2 separate regions of the Macaca mulatta genome follow, and region 1 is linked to region 2. A link is a contact called in public Hi-C data. All regions are on one chromosome and are shown on one strand. The core of a region is the stretch at or near the end of the contact, and the rest is flanking DNA. Distances in the headings are between cores, read along the strand shown. Region 1 holds the start of TTLL5 (tubulin tyrosine ligase like 5). Region 2 holds the start of FLVCR2 (FLVCR heme transporter 2).

Region 1 (4,022 bases), core at 1,196-3,695, 84 kb after region 2:
CATAGTTCCTCCTGTAAGCTGTTGAACATGTATGTTTAGCCAACCTGTTCAGCATAAAGCTCTACCCCAAACCCTTCTCCTTCAAAGCACCTGTCTCTGATCTTAGTGGGAGGCACTCTTCCCTGTTGGGTGGCTGTAACCCTTTGCAAGAGATAAAGCCTCTTTTCTTTTTCCAAATTTATAAATTGTGCCTGTTTAAGTTAACGTGTGACTTTAGGACTAGTAAGAAAATTATATAGTGAAGGAAACAGCAATCTTGGTGTTGGGCTGCAAGATAATAATAGGTCACAGTTCACTTACACCATGAACTGTGCCAAGCACCTAACACATATTACCATTTAATCTTCACAATGAGGTAGGCAGGCACTATTAATATTTCCATCTTATAGATGAGGGTTGGAACGGAGAGGTTAAACAAGTTTCTTAAGGTCACACAGCAAAGTCAGCAGAGCTGAGATAAGAATCATGGTCTGTTGGACTGCTGCAGTGCTACCTCACTGTTTGAGACTACTTTAATGAAGTTCCCATTTTTTGATTAAGAAAAGCATACCATATCCTCTTCTGTCTTCAAGTTGTATAGAAAATACAATTAGATTACATACTTTTTATTTTTTAATTTATTATTATTATTATTATTTTGAGACAGGGTCTTGCTCTGTCACACAGGCTGGAGTGCAGTGGCGTGGTCATGGCTCATTGCAGCCTCGAAATCAAAGGCTTAAGTGATCTTCCCACCTCAACCTCTCCACTTGGGCTCAAGTGATCCACTCACCTTGGCCTCGCCTCCCAAAGTGCTGGGATTACAGGTGTGAGCTACAGCACCCAGACTTTTATTTTTTTAAGGCTTAGATCAACTCTTGTTGAGTAGTAATTTCAGTTAGTCTGATTTAAATAAAACCAAAATAGATAAATAATCTAATAATGGAATGGCTTTTTCCCATCCTCATCACTATTTTCTCAGTCTATGGTTTATCTGTTGTCAGGTTAACCTCTTGGGCCTGAAGTGGTAATAAACTAACAGGCTTTCTTTGTCACTTTGGCAATATAAATTTCGGTATTGTTCTATGCTACCCAGTGAGATAGATATTAAAGTCAGCAATGGTCCAAGACAGTGTGAAACACCCTCCCCCCCCCAAAAAAAAAAGCAATAAAGAGATCTAGAGAAGGAAGGGTGAATTGATGAACCCTTCAGGGAGAGCTGATCACAAAGGTGGTCTCTGTCAGAGACTGAGAGTCTACTGGATATCATAGGCCATTATCACTTGGGCCAAGATCCACCTATCCTCTTTATTTTCTCACCCTCTCTCAAGAGGAGACTCCTCCGGGGTTTAGAAAAGCTGCATGAATGCACCTCTCCACTTTTCTGCACAAGTACGCCTTCCATTTCACAGAAGCTCTTAGGAATCCCAACAGATAGCTGATGAGGACAGAACCTGAGTACTTCTGAATTGCTCTGCCAATTTCTCAACCTAATTTCCCTAAAGCTTTAGGGCCTCCTAGAGTGTATATAACATCTATTTCCAAATTTTGTCCTGGCCCTGGCCCAGCCCAGCCAAGCCCAACCCAGCCCAGCCCAGCATAGGTGTGCTGTTAAAACTTAATCAGGAGAGAGGGATTCTTATCTTGGCCCTACCACTTAGTAGCTGTGTGACCCTGGGCAAGTCATTTACACTTTTCAGTCTCGGTTTCCTCATCTGCAAAATGGAGATAGAAATATCAACCCGAAGGGTTATTGTAAGAATCATATGAGAAAAAGTGAAGGCTCTTTGTACAGTGCTAGGCTTATAGTGGCTGCTCATTCGCTCATCCATTCCTTCTTTCCTTGAATTCACCAGCCTTCTCCATCTTCCTAGCTCCCCCTTGTCATCGCCTCTCGAACCCTTTTCCCCCCAAAAGGTTGCCTTCCAGGTATCTTCCTTCCATCTCACCTCTATTTTTCCAGATTCTCCGATCCTCTCAATCAGAAGCAACACAGACACCTACATCCCTCTTCTCCCCCATATTCTCCTTACCTGGCGACCGGACCCCCAGCACAGCAGTGGCAGCAGCAGCCGCCGCAAACAAGCTCCCCCAGGACAGCTCCAGCCCGGAGTCCACCTGAGCCATTTGTCCCCACCCCCTCCCTCAGCCCTGCTCCAGGATTGGGTCGTTTCCTTTAGTCCTCTCTCTGATTGGCTGTCCTGGTTTTGCCCGAGCAGGAGATGGGGAGTGAACCCCTTTACTGCCAATCAGCGGTTGCCGCTGCCTAAGCCTCTCCCCAGGTACGCCGCTCACGCCGTAAACCCTCCTGTTGGACCTAGCGGAACTCCGGGTTTGGAGTCAACCTCTTAGGGGCGGAGAAAAAAACAGCGGAAAAAAAAAAAAAAGACTTTCTGCTGAGGGCAGGGCTCTGCGCCCGCGCTTCGCGGCGGTGACGACATTCGCCCGCGTCCGCAGCTGAGCGTTATCAGCGCCTGCGCAGTGGCTCCCAGCGGGCGGTTGCTTGTTGGTTGTTGTAGTAACCGGGGAAGCGCCGTCGGCGGCTGCCCTGAGCCTTGCTGGGGAAGGAAGAGGGAGGTAGGCGCAGAGCGCGGTCCACGCCTACTCGCCCCGAACCATGGGAAGATGAGACAGGTAAAAGCCTGCGCCAGCGCGCATCCCTACCCTAGGGAGGAGCGTTCCCGGGTCCAGGCTGCAGCTGGCCGCCGCACTTCCCGCTCAGAGCCGGGGAGTAGCTGTTGGCTTCCGGGCGCGCCGCGTTGATTCGCGGCAGCCGAGTGGTCCTGTCCTTTCCGGGGGGAGCATCTGCGGACCTCCGTGGAATTGGGGTGAGCTGGGGTTGGGGCTGAGAAGCAGATTCCTTTAGGGCGAGGAGTGTTCTTAGGCGAATGTCTTTAATCTTCCGATCGACCTGTTTCTCCCCGCTCTGCAGGCAGCCTAGGAAAGGTTGGCATCCCTTCCCGTTTAGAGGTTTTGTTTAAACTTAAAGGACTTCCCAACATTTTGGGAAAGATCAAGAAATCCCCCTTGAGAATCCCCTGAAGAAAGCCATTGAAGTCGTTAGACATTGCCCATTGCGCCGAAGATCATTATCGGGGTCGGTTTTTTTGTTTTTTGTCTGATTTACAGTCTCATCGTATTTATGAATGTATGGAAAAGTTAAGAAGGATTGACAGCAAGTAATTATCGCTGAGTAATGGGATTATGGTCATTTAAACATATTCCTTTTCTTTATTTGTAGTTCCTATTTCTTCTTCTGACACACAAAACGACCATGTACTTTTTACTTTGGAAAAAATATTTTAAGTTAGAAATGCAGTGTTGGAAATTTTCCAATTTTATTGTCTATTTGAGAGTCATATCAAAGTTTGTGATTTTTAGTAAGGAAGAATAATTTTTAAGAGTGGAAGGGCATTCCCCCCTCCCCCCCAACCATTTATATGGACCTTTGATTCAAGAGAATATATTCATCTTTCGGTTCATTGTTGAATTTATTTTACGGGAAACATGATGGCATCTTGTCAGAGTGCTTGTCATAGAGTCTAAATAAATATTTTCAAGGTTTTTTTTTTTTTTTGAGACGGAGTTTTCGCTCTTGTTGCCCAGGCTGGAGTGCAATGGCGCGATCTTGGCTTACTGCAACCTCCGCCTCCCGGGTTCAAGCGATTCTCCTGCCTAAGCCTCCCGAGTATCTGGGATTACAGGAATGAGCCAACACACCTGGCTAATTTTTTTTTTTTTTTTTTTTAGTAAAGATGGGGTTTCTCCATGTTGGTCAGGCCGGTCTCGAACTCCCAACCTGAGGTGATCCGCCCGCCTTGGCCTCCCAAAGTGCTGGGATTACAGGTGTGATCCACCCTGCCCGACCTGCAAGGGTCTTAAACCTTGAGTTTTTATTTATTTATTTTTAACCCAGGCCAGGTTTGTCTAGCAAGGAATATATGTTTTAGGGAATCAGTCACCTGCCTCAGACTGCCCTGAAAGTGAAGAGTCTATCCTTTTGGTGCATATTCGATTTAGTAAATAATGAGAAACTCAAACTT
Region 2 (3,519 bases), core at 907-3,406:
AAATTCTTAGATGAGTCTGAACTCCCTCTTCAAATATTCCATTATAATCCAAGACTCTATAGTTTCTACCAAAAAGTAGGTGCCTTCAAGCAGGGAGTGATCGTTTGAATCTAGTTCTCTCCTGGGAATCAGTGGTTCTAACTTGGCTGCACGTTGGGATGACCAGCGGAGCTTGAGACATGCAGATGTTCAGGTCAGTGGAGCTTGAGACATGCAGATGTTCAGGTCAGTGGAGCTTGAGACATGCAGATGTTCAGGTCAGTGGAGCTTGAGACATGCAGATGTTCAGGTCGGTGGAGCTTGAGACATGCAGATGTTCAGGTCGGTGGAGCTTGAGACATGCAGATGTTCAGGTCGGTGGAGCTTGAGACATGCAGATGTTCAGGTCGGTGGAGCTTGAGACATGCAGATGTTCAGGTCGGTGGAGCTTGAGACATGCAGATGTTCAGGTCGGTGGAGCTTGAGACATGCAGATGTTCAGGTCGGTGGAGCTTGAGACATGCAGATGTTCAGGTCGGTGGAGCTTGAGACATGCAGATGTTCAGGTCGGTGGAGCTTAAGACATGCAGATGTTCAGGTCCACCCTCGGAGATCTCTATCGGGGGTGTTGCCCAAACACTTGGAATATTAAGAGTTTCTTCATATGATTCTAATGTGCAGACAAAATGCAGAGCCACCTCCCAGAGCTTCAAGTTACTCATTTTCTGGTCTGAAGTTTAACAAAGAAAAAAAAAAAAAAAAAAAAGGAAGCAGTGATGCCCAGTAGCCCTCAAAATTCACTGCAAACAAATGAATCTCCTGGGCGTCTTGTTAAAATGCAGCTTTCAATTCAGTGGGTCTAGGTTGGGCCTGGCATCCTTCTTGGTTCTTTTGTTGTTGTTTTGTTTTTTAAGACCTTAACACTGGAGGGGATTCTGCCCTTCTAAAAAGCTCCCACAGGGTGCCCACACTGCTATCCACAGACCGTGCCTGAATAGCTAGGCTACAGCTTGAATGATTATAGACTTGAATGAGAATTATGGCTCTTCTTACCAGCTGGGACCTTCAGGAAGAAGTTATTTCACTTCTTGGAGTCTCGGTTTTCTTATCTATAAAATGCAGGCCAGCAATAGCAACTTTATCACAGAATTCTTGTGATGCATAAATGAGATAGTGCATTCAATTTGTTTAGCACTGTACAACAAATGTTAGCTTTTTGCTAGGATAGCCAGCACTCACGGAATGCTTACTATGTGGCAGGAATTTTCTAAATGTGTTCATGTATTAACTCATTCAAGTCTCAAAACAACACGGTGAGGTAGGTACTATTATTTCATCATTCCCATTTACAGATGAAGAAACTGAAGCACAGAGAGGTGGAGTTCCTTGATCTACAGTGACACCTCGTTGTAGCTAAGCTGCTGTTTGAACTCAGGGAGAATTTGGGCTCCTTACCAGGATCCCTCGCCAAGAATAGGATCAGTGCAGCGAGTCGAGGGTTTGCCCTTTGAAATGGGCTGGGACCGGCAGGTGGCAGACTAGCGCTGCTTGAGGTCAAAGACCGCTTCCAAGACCAAGCCCGGAGCCAGCTCTGCGCTAAGCGTTCCATCACACAACCGCGGACAGCTTCTTCAAACTCCCCTTTCCCTCCCCGCCACCCTAGGGTCTTCGCCCAGAATCCATCAGGAAATAATAGCCCCACATAACAGGTTCAAATGTAACCTCCCCAAGACAAAACCACGTCCGCAGGGAAAGAAGCGAGTAAAGCGAGTTTTCTGCAACTGCCCTTTAACCCAGAAGCGCAACCAGCCCGGGAATCTACAAATCTTTCTTTAGTTCAGCAAGGGGCTGGGAGCCTAAGCCAAGGGGAAGAAAGTTAGGGAATCTCTCTTGAATTCCCCAGGACACTTAGGTGGCCCCCGGCTTTGGTGCACGCGCGCAGGGCATGCGGACAGGCACTGGGGATGCTCTATTTTGCGGATTACCTCGGAAAGGCGGATATTCTTGCAGGGTCCACTGACAGCGGGTGGCAAATGAATTTGAGGGACAGTGCAAGGGGTGGGGGTTAACCGGGCGGTTTCCATGGCGCCCGGGGCGTGGGGGAGGAATGCATCCCGCAAGCTGTGGCGAAACAACTGCGCTGCCCGGCGGACCGGGCTCGAGAAGGCAAGAGACACCGGGTGGGGGGTGGAGTTGTGGGGGGTGGAGGAAACCAGCCAGGACGGGGGCGGGGCGGTCACGTGTGCCCGACGGGGCGAGGCCCCAAGCTGGCCCCGGAGAGGACTCTGCGGGCGAAGTGGCTGCGCAAGGAGAGAACTTTTCCTGCACAAGGAACGCCTTGTGGGGAGACCCAAGGCAGGAGCGGTCCGGAGCCGGCTGCAGCGTGTGCGGCCGGCCTTGGGACAACGATCGCCGCGGGTGGGAACAGACAGCCCCAAGCAAAAGTGGGAGGAGGAGCTTGGGGGTGAGCACACGAAGCCCCACTTGAGGCTTTTACGCAGCCTTGAGTCTCTGTTTCTTCTGGAATAGGCAAGTGTTCTTTCAACTCTAAGAGACCAGCGGAAGCCACTATCCCTTAAGACTGCCGGAGTCCTCACCACTTCTCCGGGATTCCAGAGGAGACTGTGGTCATGGTGAATGAAGGTCCCAGCCAGGAAGAGCGCGATGACACCCCTGCGCCGGAGTCCGCACTCCAAGCGGACCCCAGCGTCTCGGTCCATCCCAGCGTCTCCATCAACCCCAGCGTCTCTGTCCACCCCAGCAGTTCGGCCCACCCCAGTGCCTTAGCCCAACCCAGTGGCTTGGCTCACCCCAGTAGCTCGGGCCCTGAGGACCTCAGCGTGATCAAGGTGAGCAGGCGCCGTTGGGCCGTGGTCCTGGTGTTTAGCTGCTACTCCATGTGCAACGCCTTTCAGTGGATCCAGTACGGCTCCATCAATAACATCTTCATGCACTTCTACGGTGTCAGTGCCTTTGCCATCGACTGGCTGTCCATGTGCTACATGCTGACCTACATCCCTCTTCTCCTGCCAGTGGCTTGGCTGCTGGAGAAGTTCGGCCTCCGCACCATTGCCCTCACCGGCTCGGCTCTCAACTGCCTGGGGGCCTGGGTGAAGCTGGGCAGCCTGAAGCCACACCTCTTTCCAGTCACTGTGGTGGGCCAGGTCATCTGCTCCGTGGCCCAGGTTTTCATCCTGGGCATGCCCTCCCGCATCGCTTCTGTCTGGTTTGGGGCTAATGAGGTTTCAACAGCCTGCTCGGTGGCTGTCTTTGGCAATCAGGTAGGTAGAAGAGTTTGTGAATGTTCCCAGGGGTGTGTGTTAGATTGCACCTAACTATTGGGTATGGGAGGCTGTAATTTGCTGATTGTCCAACAGTGTTTGTGACTCTGGGTGACAGTGACTGGGTGTGACAGGCAGTGATTGTGATGCTGTAAGAGAGGCGGGAAACAAAAGCAGGGGGACCTGCTCTTTCAGCTTTTCATCACAGTTGCTCTTGCCCCAGCCGAAAGCATGCTTCTAGAACATACTATACCTTTGC

The links. Hi-C and Micro-C count contacts between places; a contact is called where the count stands out from the background.
Region 1: a Hi-C map of blood shows a contact between it and region 2, with 6 times the contacts expected there. The contact joins the promoter of TTLL5 here to the promoter of FLVCR2 in region 2. A contact is called at or near these places in 5 of 14 Hi-C or Micro-C datasets (CD4 T cells, blood, cortical neurons and 2 more).

The regions. Positions count from the first base shown.
Region 1 is chr7:148,868,128-148,872,149 of T2T-MMU8v2.0, forward strand. TTLL5 (tubulin tyrosine ligase like 5) reads left to right here and starts at 2,446. Exons shown (of 34, transcript XR_013396464.1): 1 at 2,446-2,613. It overlaps ERG28 (ergosterol biosynthesis 28 homolog), which reads right to left and starts at 2,422. Exons shown (of 5, transcript NM_001194135.3): 1 at 2,013-2,422.
Region 2 is chr7:148,784,829-148,788,347 of T2T-MMU8v2.0, forward strand. It overlaps FLVCR2 (FLVCR heme transporter 2), which reads left to right and starts at 2,157. Exons shown (of 9, transcript XM_028851701.2): 1 at 2,157-3,260. The coding sequence starts at 2,610.